Regions from separate parts of the Pan troglodytes genome. Here region 2 is linked to region 1. The links are chromatin contacts, called in public Hi-C maps. All regions are on one chromosome and are shown on one strand. Each heading gives the region's core, a stretch centred on a gene start, on an enhancer-like site or on the middle of the called end of the contact. The rest is flanking DNA. Distances are from core to core; before and after follow the strand shown. Region 1 holds the start of ARHGAP35 (Rho GTPase activating protein 35). Region 2 overlaps LOC134809051 (a long non-coding RNA gene).

Region 1 (5,701 bases), core at 1,676-4,175:
GCAGGAGGCCTCCTTGAGGCCAGGAGTTTGAGACCACCCTGGGCAACATAGCAAGACTCCATCTCTACCAAAAGAAAAAAAAAATTGGCCAAGTGTCATGGTGAGAGCATGTAGTTCCAGCTGCTCAGGAGGATTGCTTGAGCCCAGGAAGTTGAGGCTGCAGTGAGCCATGACTGGTCTACTGCACTCCAGCCTGGGCAACAGAGCAAGACCCTGTCTCAAAAAAAAAAAAATCCACAAAAAAAAAAAACAAATAAAAAGAATGTTGACTAGCCTGGCCAACATAGTGAAACCCCGTCTCTATTAAAAATACAAAAATTTGCCAGGTGTGGTGGCACACACCTGTAGTCCCAGCTACTCGGGAGGCTGAGGTGGGTGGATGGCTTGAGGCCAGGACTTCGGGACCAGCCTGGCCCGAACAGGTAAAACCCTGTCCCTACTAAAAATACAAAAATTAGCCAGATGTGGCGCCTGTAGTCCCAGCTACTCAGGAGGCTGAGGCAGAAGAATCACTTGAACCCGGGAGGTGGAGGTTGCAGTGAGCCGAGATCGCACCACTGCACTCCAGCCTGGGTGACAGAACAAGACTCTGTCTTGAGAAAACAACAAAAACAAAAATTAGCGGGGCGTGGTGGCGCACGCTGGTAATCCCAGACTCTGCCTCAAAATAAAAAATAAAAATAAAAAAAGACTGTTGCTTGGCACGAAGTACTCATTTTTATTATTAAAGAACAAGGGATCAGGCCAAATCTGGGAGACTACCCTGAGAAGGTGACTTCAAGCTGAGAGTTGAAGGGTAAATCAGAGCTGATGGGCTCCCAAGGGGTTTGGGGGATCCAGAGTGAGCCCAAGCGTCCTTGTTCTCCAGATGCTGCCAGCTCACAAATTTAAGATTGAAAAGACTTGGAACACTGCATAGGCGTTGTAAAGACATTAATTTGAAATACAGGTATCAGGAATTCACTGCCCCCCACCTTGTCTTTCCTGTGTCTCCTCAAGTAATCTCAAAAGTCCCTTACACATCACGGTTTGTAATGACAGTCCACGCACTCGATTTGGCAGCCCCGCAGTGCTTAAAGAAAAGTTGTTGTTGTTTCAAGCCACTAACATCTAAAAATCAGACTGAATGCATTAAAAGTGCCTTTTTTTTTTTTTTTTGAGACGGAGTCTCCCTCTGCTGCCCAGGCTGGAGTCCAGTGCTATCTCGGCTCACTGCAACCTCCGCTTCCCGAGTTCAAGCGATTCTCCTGCCTCAGCCTCCTGAGTAGCTGGGATTACAGGCGCCCGTCACGACGCCCACCTCATTTTTGTATTTTTAGTAGAGACGGGGTTTCATGTTGGCCAGGCTGGTCTCGAACTCCTGACCGCAAGTGATCCGCCCGCCTCGACCTCCCAAAGTGCTGGGATTACAGGCATGAGCCACCGCGCCTGGCCCTAAAAGTGCTACATTAAAAAAAAAAAAAAGTCAATGGAAACATCCTTTAATATAAAAATCTTTATTAATGGAATAAACAAGCCCCTGTAATTTTATTTATCAACGCTTACAGAGGGCTTACTATATGCAAGGCATGATTTCAAGAGCTTTGCAAAATATAATCTATTTAATTTTCACAGCAGCCCTACGAGAGAGGTACGATTATTATCCCATTTTATAGATGAAGAGACTGATGGCAGAAATGCCAAATGTAATAGGAAACAGCCTTTCTTCATGCATTCCACAAATATTGGCTCGGCGCCCGGGAAGTTCATCTTCCACGATCTGTACTTCCGGAGGAGTCCCAGAGGAACACCTCCTCAGTTCAGAGGAGTCAAGGGTTACAGCGGTGCCCTCTCCCATCACTACTCTTTTCCCTTCAGGCGCCCTAATTGACATTCGATTTGTAGCCATTTGCACAATGCTAAGTGACAGGCTTGGGCTGCACACAGGACCAGGCCGTCTTCCCTCTCCTGGGGATCAGGCGTTCACAGAACCAAAAACAAGTTGCATGGACGCGCGCGTTGGCTGCAGATTTTCTTCACAGCCAGGAGAAAGAGCACGCGCTCTCCAGCCCCGCCTCTTCTTCCGGGACGACGAATTGCGGGGCTCGGATTGGGCTGAGGCGGGCCACGCCTCCTCATATCCTCCAATCAACTCCCTCTCTGGTGCGCTCCCTCCTTCTCAGCCCCGCCCCACCGCCCCACGTTACGTCGCTCCTTCTGGCCTCCTCCGTTATCCCGGCGGCTGCGGCTCGCGCGGCAAACCCACCTCCCATTGCTTCCCATTGGCTGGTCAGGTCCCGCGCGAGCGGGATCGCGCCCTTCGCCCCCCACCCCCAAAACCGGGCCATGCCTCTCTCCTTCGGCTTTCTCCAGGAGCCAGCGCGAGGCAGCAGATCGGCTGCTTGAGACGCGCGCGCAGACGCGCGCTGCTCCTGCGGACCACTCCCTCCGCTCTGCGCCAGCAGCTGCGCCGGCTGGCAGCCCCCCGCGCACGCGCGCTCGCCCATCCCGCTCCCTCTGCTCGTTTGCAAGTCGCCTCGCTCTCAGTCGCGACGGCGGCCGCCGCAATAGCGGCATTTTCGGGGGCGCACGCGCACTGCACCGTCCGCGGCCGTTCCTAACCTCAGGCAGCGGCTGTGGCAGTAAGCCCCTCGGGTGCGCACGCGCTCTGACCTCTCCCCACTGCCTCGCTGGTTGTTCCTTCGCGGCGCGCGCCCAGGGGCCGTTATACCCCTGCAACGGTCCACGCGCCGCGCACGCGCAGTAGCGAGGGGGCGCGCGCGCGGGAGCGGCCGTCGCAGGAAGGAGGTGCCGCCGCTGCCGCCATTGCGAGGGAGGGAGGGAGGGAGGGAGTGAGCGAGGCTGGTCCGCCCTCCCCCTGGTTCCCGCCCCTCCCCCCTTCCCCTCCCCGCCCCCCGCCCCGAGGGAGAGCCGCGGCGCGGCGGCAGGAGGAGGTGGAGGAGGCGGAGGAGGGAACCCGCGAGGGAGGGTCCGCCCGGCCCCCCGCCGCCGGAGCCGCCGCCGCCGCCGCCGCCTCAGCCGCCGCTGGACTAGGAGCAGGGGAACATGGCGCCGGGGCCCCCGTCGTTGCTGCCGGGATCTTGGAGGCCGGGGCCGCGCTGAGGGCGCCCAGCTGGTGAGTGCGCGAGCTCACGGGCCCCGGGCGGCGAGGCCGGGCGCCGCCCCGCTGCGGGGTCCAGGGGGAGGCGGGGACGGCGGAGCCCGGAGCCCGCGAACAATGGAGGAGCTGGAGGGGGAGGGGAGGAGCGGCCCCCCCCCCCCAGCCCCCCGGGCCCCGCCGTCCCCGTCGCTTCGCGCGTCGGCCCGGCCCGTGGGGCCCTCCTGCCCTTTGGACCTGCCCCTGCCCGCCCCAGCCCTGCTGTCCCCGCCGCCGCCCCCATCCCCGACCCGTTGGGATCTCGGTGTCTGCCTCGGAGCCTACCCGACTTCAGCCAACCGGTTCCCAATTCTGCGCCCCCCTTCCCCCTTCCACCCCTCCATAATGCCCTTCACTCCTCCCGGGCTCTGCAGTGCTCCTGGGACCCATCTTCTCCTCATTGACCATTCTGCATCTCTTAATTGTGGCTCCCACTTTTGAGATCCGTGACGCTTCTCCCTCTTCTCGATTCTGCTCTCACCACCCTTCAGATCTGTCCTCGGCCCCTTCTTTGACCTACCTTCTGTGCTATTATTCCTGTCTCAGAATCTGTTGCACCCTGGGAGCTGTCCCTTTAGGACCTGCGGTTCCAACCCTTTGGAGATCCATCTGAGACCCCTGTTCGGCCAGGCACTGCTGCCCCAGGTCTTCCCCTTGGACTGAATCCCGTTCCCTCGTGGGCCCTGCTACCCGCATTTCTGTCTGCCCTCTCACAGAGCCTGCTGCACCCCGGGATGCCCCTCGGCTGGCTCTCTGACCCTTCCGTGCCCCAGCTCATTCCCCTGATCCCCTCGGACTTGGCTGCACCGTGCTTGCCTGTTCCCCTTCTCAGCTGTTGTTCCCGTTTACCATTCAGACCCTTTCCTGTCTTCCAGACCTTTCTGCCTCTCAGCTCTGCCCCTTGCCCGACCTCAGATCTTGCTGCGCTCCCCTCACCTGCTTGCTTCTGACTCTGCCTTCCCGGGAAGCAGCCTCCTCCCCCTTCTCTGACTCTGCAGGTCTCCCATTTCTGCTATTCACTTAAATGATGTATCCCTAACTCAGACTGCCTTCAGTTTCAGCCCGTGTTCTCTTGGAGGTTTCCTCTCTTCCCCACCTCCTTTTTGGCACTCCTCTGAGCTACTGCATTCATTTGCTTCTCCTTTCTTTGGCCTGTCTCTCCTTCAGTTCTCTGCCTGAAAACTGCTTCCTGTCCCCTCTTTGCTCCAATTCCTCTCCTCCCCGTTTTAGCCCTTAGACATGCCCTTTAACCTCACTATACCTCTGATACCTCCCGGGCTGGTCACCCATCCCCTTCCTGTTCTGCATCTCACAGACCTGCCCCTAGATCCATTTTGTACCTACACTTTCTTCTCGTTTTTTTCAATTCTGCTCCATCCTCTTTATTTAGTGTTTCCCTCCCCAGCTCGGCTCCTTCGGAGCTGTCCACTTGCCCGCATATTTTTAGACCGGTTTTTAACTTCTGTATTGCCGTCCTTTCTTGGAGCGGTCCTTTAACACTGGGGTTCTTGTCACTGTGTCCCCTCTCTGTTCCCTCCCGAGTCTTTTAAGTTTTCCACATGGCAGTCTCTTCCCCCCACCATTTTGATTCAGCCCTCACCCTTCACTCTGCTTTATTTGCCCACCCTCCACTGTTCTGCCTCTTGTCTTCTTTTGGAGTTCTCACTCCAATTGTGACATTAAGATGTCTTCTTAATCATTCTTTCCTATGTATTCCCCCCCACCTTCCTCTTGGAGCTGCCTCAGTGCTGTGATAGATTATCACTCCCCTTTGATATCCCTCTCCCAATTCTGTTCCTCTTGGACTTGTTTCCTTCCTCACCTTTTTTTTTTCTTTCTTTCCCCTTGTATCCTGCCAGGCTCCTTCTCTTCCCATTGAGTTCCTATCAGACCTGCTCCTCGCAGCTCACCACCCGTGGCCCACCCATTCCCCATTGAGCACTTCCCCTTTCAGGCATATCTTTCTCTGTTCTCCATCCCTCTGCTGCAGAGGCAAAGGGGCTGGATTGGGCCTTAGGCTCTCCAGGCTCTGAGACTGCAGATTCTCTGCGCCCTAAACCTGAGGGTTCTCTCCCCAGGGATCCTGAGAGATCTGGGTAAATAGGTGGGGGTTGGTTGATTGTTACTACTCTCTGGAGTCTGGGAGTGTCTCCTCCATTTCCCCCACTTCCACTAGGTTAGTAGTGTGGGGGGAGGTAGATCTTTTTCCATTGCCCCATTTTCTTTCCTCTGCTGTTTGCTCTCTCCCTTCCGATCTCTGGGCTTTGCAGCTTTGTGTCCTTTGGAAAAGGGGATTGCAGCTGCTCACAGATCTTTATTCTCTTTCTCACTTTCCCTCCTTCCTTCTCTGAGCCATTGCATAGAGTACCCTCTCTCCCCTTCCACCTCTAAGCCAGCAACCCTAGGAGTGTCCTTCCCTTCCCCCCTCTTTCGCCCCTCCCCCCAAGCTGACAAGTTATTTCAATATATAGTTTTACCTCTAGCTGGGGAAATGCCAGTTCTCAAATTATTCCGATCCCACCTGGGGTTATGGCCACAGTTGGACCTAGGGAAACTACAGTATTG
Region 2 (5,701 bases), core at 1,771-4,270, 380 kb after region 1:
AAAAGCAAAACAAAACACCAGCCTGGCCAACATGGCAAAACCTCGTCTCTACTAAAAATACAAAAATTAGCTGGGTGTGGTGGCACATGCCTGTAATCCCAGCTACTCTGGAGGCTGAGGCAGAAGAATCGATTGAACCCGGGAGGCGGAGGTTGTAGTGAGCCGAGATCGCCCTACTGCACTGCAGCCTGGGCGACAGACTCCGTCTCAAAAATAAAAAACCGACCCCCACCCCCAAAACAACAACAACACAAAACCCTTGTGGGCAAAGAAAAAGAAGTTTGTGGGTGGGTCAAGGGCTGCCTCTCTTTTTTTTTTTTTTTTGACAGGGTCTTGCTCTGTTGCCCAGGCTGGAGTGCAGTGGCATGATCACAGCTGATGATCACAGCTCACTGCAGCTTCCACCTCCTAGGCTCAAGCAATTCTCCCACCTCAGTTTCCCGAGTAGCTGGGACTACAGGTGCACACCACCACACCTGGCTAATTTTTAAATTTTCTGTAGAGATGAGGTCTCACTGTGTTGCCTGCCCAGGCAAGTTTTGAACTCCTGGCCTGAACCCATTCGCCTGCCTTGGTTTCCTAAGCCCGCATGCAGCCCTCATGAAAGACTGTGGGCTGTGAGTCCAGATGGCCTGACTTAGAATCCCCTCTGCCACCTGTGGGTGATGTTGGGGAAGTGGTCACAGCTCTGTGCCTCAGTTTCCTCATCTGTGAGTTGAGACAGCACAGGTCCCTACCTCATAGGATGTGCAGTCAGAATGTGAATAAAGATAAAACAGTGGGCTAGGCACACAGTGGCTCATGCCTGTAATCCCAGCATTCTGAGAAACTGAGGCAGGAGGACTGCTTGAGCCCAGGAGTTCCAGACCAACCTAGGCAACATAGTGAGACCCCTGTCTCTACAAAAAATTTAAAAAATAATCAGGCGTGGTGGTGTGCACCTGTGGACCCAGTTACTTGGGAGGCTGAGGAAGGAGGATGGCTGGAGCCCAGGAGGACAAGACCACAGACAGCTGTGATCCCATCACTGCACTCCAGCCTGGGCGACAGAGCGAGACTCTGTCTCAAAAAAATAAATAAATAAAATAAAAAGACCCTGTTTTATAAATAAATAAACAAACAAAAAAATTAAACAAGAAAAGTACTGGGGATGATGGATGTTTAATATATGTTACTTGTCATTACTATTACCAGTGTGGGAGTCCGTTGACTCTCTGAGAATCCAAGCAAGGAAACCTCTAGCTAAGGACCCCTCCGTCTCTTTTATGAGAACAGGGTCTCACTCTGTCACCCACGCTTGAATGCAGCGGTGTGATCTTGGCTCACTGCAACCTCCGCTTCCCAGGCTCTGGTGATCCTCCTGCCTCAGCCTCCTGAGTAGCTGGGACTACAGGCCTGTGCCACCACGCCCAGCTAATTTTTGTATTTTTAGTAAAAATGAGGTTTCACCATTTTGCCCAGGCTGGTCTTAAACTCCTGGGCTCAAGTGATCCTCCCACCTCAGCCTCCCAAAGTACTGGGATTACAGGCATGAACCACTGGACCCGGCCTGGACCCCTATTTTTTTTTTTTTTTTTTTTTTGACACGCAGTCTCACTCTGTCACCCAGGCTGGAGTGCAGAGTGGCATGATCTCGGCTTACTGCGACCTATGCCTCCCAATTCTCCTGCCTCAGCCTCCTTCCAGTTCAAGCAATTCTCCTGCCTCAGCCTCCTCCCGGTTCAAGCGATTCTCCTGCCTCAGCCTCCCGAGTAGCTGGGACTACAGGCATGTGCCACCATGCCTGGCTAATTTTTTTTTTTTTTTTTTTTACTTTTTTTTTTTTTTTTTGAGATGGTGTCTTGCTTGCCCTGTCACCCATGCTTGAGTGCAGTGGTGCGATCTTGGCTCACTGCAACCTATGCCTCTCAGGTTCAAGCGATTCTCCTCCCTCAGCCTCCTGAGTAGCTAGGACTACAGGTGTGCACCACCACGCCCGGCTAATTTTTGTATTTTTAATAGAGACAGGGTTTCGCCATGTTGGCCAGGCTGGTCTCGAACTCCTGACCCCAGGTGATCCACCGGCCTAGGCCTCCCAAAGTTCTGGGATTACAGGCCGTGAGCCACTGAGCCCGGCCCAGGACCCCTATTTTTATGGGGCCAAGATGCCTGCATTCTCTTCTGGGAAGGATCATCAGCCCTGTGTTCAAAAGCCATGATGCCTGAATCCAGTTTGGGGAGAGACAGCAAGTCCCTGTGTTCATGGGGTCAGGATGCCCAGGTCTACTTCTGGGAGGAGGACAGTTCGTGTCTATTTGCACAGATGATCATGTTGAGGCTGGGGTCTCAAACTGGTGGTCCGCAGGCCGTCCACGAGTGTGTTTTCTTGACTCTGTGCAGTTTCGTATTTTGAGTGTTAATGCCTCTCCCACGGGCTCACAGCACAGAGGAACGATAACTCCGACATGGGTTCAAATGATGACCTTGAGCAAGCAGCTTCTCCGCTCTGTGCCTCAGTTTCCCTCACTGTCCAAAAGGGATCTGCACAGGCAGGACCAAAAATATTGTGAAGATAAAATGAGTTCGTATTTGTAACATACTTAGAATAGTGCCCGGAGGTAGTAAGCCGGATGTGAAGTGCTGGTGAGACAAAATAGAGCTGGTTGACTGCAGACCTAAAACCGTCTCGTCTCCAAGATCTTGTCTGCCATTCTGGGCAAGCAGATTTCGCAGCCTGGGGAGAGGGAGTTGGGAAGGACTTAACTTTTCACCGCAGGGCCTGAGTCCTGGCTTTCCGCGGTGGGGAAGGGGTCTCCCGGGTCCCCTTGGTGTGGCCGGCCCTGCAGGCCGGGAGGCTGGACCGGGGCCGGGTGGGGGCTGGGCGGGGGCGCGGGCGTCCGCAGGGTCCGAGCGGCCGGCGCGCGTGTGAAGGTTACCGCTTCCCGGCGGGGCGGGGGCCGCGCGCTGTTGCTGGGGTCTGCGGGGCCTGCCTGCGCCCGCGCCCCCCCTCCTTCCCGGCCAGCCAGTGAGCGGTACCCGCCGCCGTTGCCAGGGGAAACTCGCCGCCCCGTTACCCAGCAACAAGCCTGGCCCAACCAGGCGCGAGGACCCCCCAGGCCCCGCCCGCCGCTGCCCACCGCGTGCCCAATGCCAGGCGGGCAGAGCCGGCCCAGCTCCCGGAGACGGCGAGCGCGCTCATTGGCCACCGCCGCGTCCGCCCGGATCTGGGGGAGCCCTCGGCGCGGGGGGCGGGGAACCGGGCCCCGGGGAGCTGCCGGGCGCGCGGCCTGCAAACCTGCGACCGGCTGGGGTGATACCCGGGCTGTGCACCATCCACCTCCCTGCTCCCCTGTCCCGCACTCTCGGGTGAGGATGCGCAGTTGGGATGGGCTGGAAACGGGGTTGTGCATTCTGTTCCTACCCCCAGAATGGCACCCTGGAGTTGGCCTTGTGCCACCAAGGGTCCCCCTCCCACAAGGAGACCTGAGCATCCTGACTCCGTGAAGACAGGGACTGGTTGTTTCCCGCTCTCCCGCTCCCCGCCCCGCAGGTATCGTGGCTCTTGAACATAACGGTTGAAGTTCCCTCCCAGAAAAGAACCCAGGCGTCCTGGCCTTATAAAAATAGGGTGTCACTGCACCCCCAAAGGACCCAGGCATGCCTGGAGCCGTGAAAACAAGGAGATGAGCCCCCTCCTCTTAGGAGATGCAGATGTCCCAGCCCCGGGACACAAGAACTCAGGGTCCCCCCAGAAGGGGACACAGTCATGTCTGATCCCAGGAAAACTAGGGCTGAACATCCCACTCCCACAAGAAACACGGACTCAGGCCTTTGGGCTCCCGACCCTGAGATGTTACAGAGCTCCTGGGCATCTTGGCCCTCACCACATTGATGCTGGGAGACACTCCTGTCCCTAACAGTCACCAGACCCTCAGGTGTCCAGTTTACCTAGGTGGGACCACCTGCCCAGCTCCAAGGTGCAGACCTGCCCACTTCCCACCCCTCTGAGCCCTTTTCCCCAGGGTCCAGGTGGTTGATCTCCCAGGACGTGGGCATCTGACTTCAGAGCCGCTTTCCTTACCTGTTGGCACCGACCCCCCACCTTGCGCCAGGGTCCCAGGCCTCATAGTGCCAAGGACCCCAGAAGTCCAAGCCCCGTGTCTCTGATTCCCCAGACACCTGGCCAAGCGACCCAGCCCCTCACAGTGATGTGGCCGGGGAGGAGGGAGTAGTGGAGAGGTTGGGGGGCCCTCCCCAGTCCCAGACCCCCAGGTCTGGAAGATCCAGCCCTGCAGCACCTTTACTTGGCCCCGTGGATCCAGACTGGGAGCCCCCAGCCTCGAGAGACCGTAACGTGCATGGCTGGGCCACTTCAGAGAGGCCCAATTCCTCAGTCCCCTCCCTCCCCGGGAGACCCAAGGCAGAGCCGCCTGCAGCTCCAGACCCCAGCTCCAGACTTGGTGAGCCCAGGTGCGGCCCGCCCCTACCCTGGTACCTGGCGGGGCGGAGTTGAGGATTACTCAGCCTCCAGAATGAGGCGATGACATCATCCTGGGGGGGGTTGACTAATGGCCGCGCTGGGGGGGGGCGGGGAAGTTTACCCGGTAACAGCGGCTGCCGCACGGCCCCGCCCCCGGGGAAGGGCTGGGAGGGGGAGGCACAGCCTGCGCTGGCGCACACACAAACACACACACACACACACACACACACAGCGCATCCCTCCCCCACCGTCCCACATCTAACACAGCTTCCTGGGGCAAGGGCAGGGGTGCGGGGGTTGGGTGTTTGTGTGACTATGTGTGTGTGTGCTGGACTCCTCTGTGGATTTGTGTCAGTGTGCTGTTGTGTCAGGGGGTTCACACATTACGGTGGGGTTGTGTCAGTGTGTGCTACTGTGTGTCACTTGATGGATTGTGTGTCAGTGTGATGGTGTGTGTCAGCATGCTACATTTGTCACAATGCTACATGTCATGGGCTGCTGTGACAATGTGATTGTGTGTCAGTGTACAATTGTGTGATGTTCTGGTGTGCTGTGTGTGATCATGATGGTGTGATGTGTGTGGTTCTGTGCAGCATGCTGGTCTGGCAGTGAGATGTGTGTGCCCATGTGATTGTGTCGTGACGCTGGGATCGTATATGTGTCAGAGTGATGTTGTGTTGGGGGAAGATCTGTGAAGGTGCTATGTCACTGTACTGTTCTGTTGTCATGGTTGGATGTGTTTGTGTAATGCTGGGTGTCACTGGGGTTGTGTGTGTATGTCATGGTGATGGTGTGTACGTGTATACAATGCTGTGTGTATATGGGATTGTGTGTGTCACTGAGTGTGTCAGTGGTACTTGTGTTGTGGGTGTTGGGACTGTATGTATCACTGTGATAGTGTATGCCCATGTGCTGTGCTGGGTGTCGGGGGAAGATGTGCATACATACTACTGTTATTGTGTGTGCCTGGACAATGAGGTGCACGGTGGGATTGTGTGTGTGTGTGTGACATTATGACTGTGTCTGAAATGCATGTCTGTGGGACTGTGTATCACCGACAGTATGTGCATGTGCAATGCTGTGTGTTACTGTGGTTGTGTGTCATTGTGGTTGTGTTTGTCAGGGTGATGTTGTGTGTCCATGGAACTGTGTGTCTAATAGATTACGTGTATGCAATATTGTCTCTCACTGTGCTTAAATGTGTCACTGTTGCGATTGTATCACTGTGATCTAGTGAGTGTG

The links. A called contact is a pair of places that touch in the nucleus more often than the background predicts.
Region 2: a Hi-C map of stem cell-derived neural progenitor cells shows a contact between it and region 1, with 3 times the contacts expected there. The contact joins the enhancer-like site here to the promoter of ARHGAP35 in region 1. A contact is called at or near these places in 1 of 7 Hi-C or Micro-C datasets (stem cell-derived neural progenitor cells) and 1 of 1 datasets of contacts at active chromatin or transcription factors (stem cell-derived excitatory neurons).

Annotation. Positions count from the first base shown.
Region 1 is chr20:49,788,941-49,794,641 of NHGRI_mPanTro3-v2.0_pri, forward strand. It overlaps ARHGAP35 (Rho GTPase activating protein 35), which reads left to right and starts at 2,926. Exons shown (of 7, transcript XM_016936303.4): 1 at 2,926-3,115.
Region 2 is chr20:50,164,946-50,170,646 of NHGRI_mPanTro3-v2.0_pri, forward strand. It overlaps LOC134809051 (a long non-coding RNA gene), which reads right to left. Exons shown (of 2, transcript XR_010153590.1): 2 at 1,145-2,713. Among named protein-coding and RNA genes, the nearest start is that of BBC3, 7.0 kb to the left of the region's middle. Within about 2 kb of position 3,021, at least 16 of the 24 cell types and tissues checked have an H3K27ac peak or open chromatin away from gene starts, as enhancers often do. A contact at or near this core is called in stem cell-derived excitatory neurons and stem cell-derived neural progenitor cells, where this site is marked.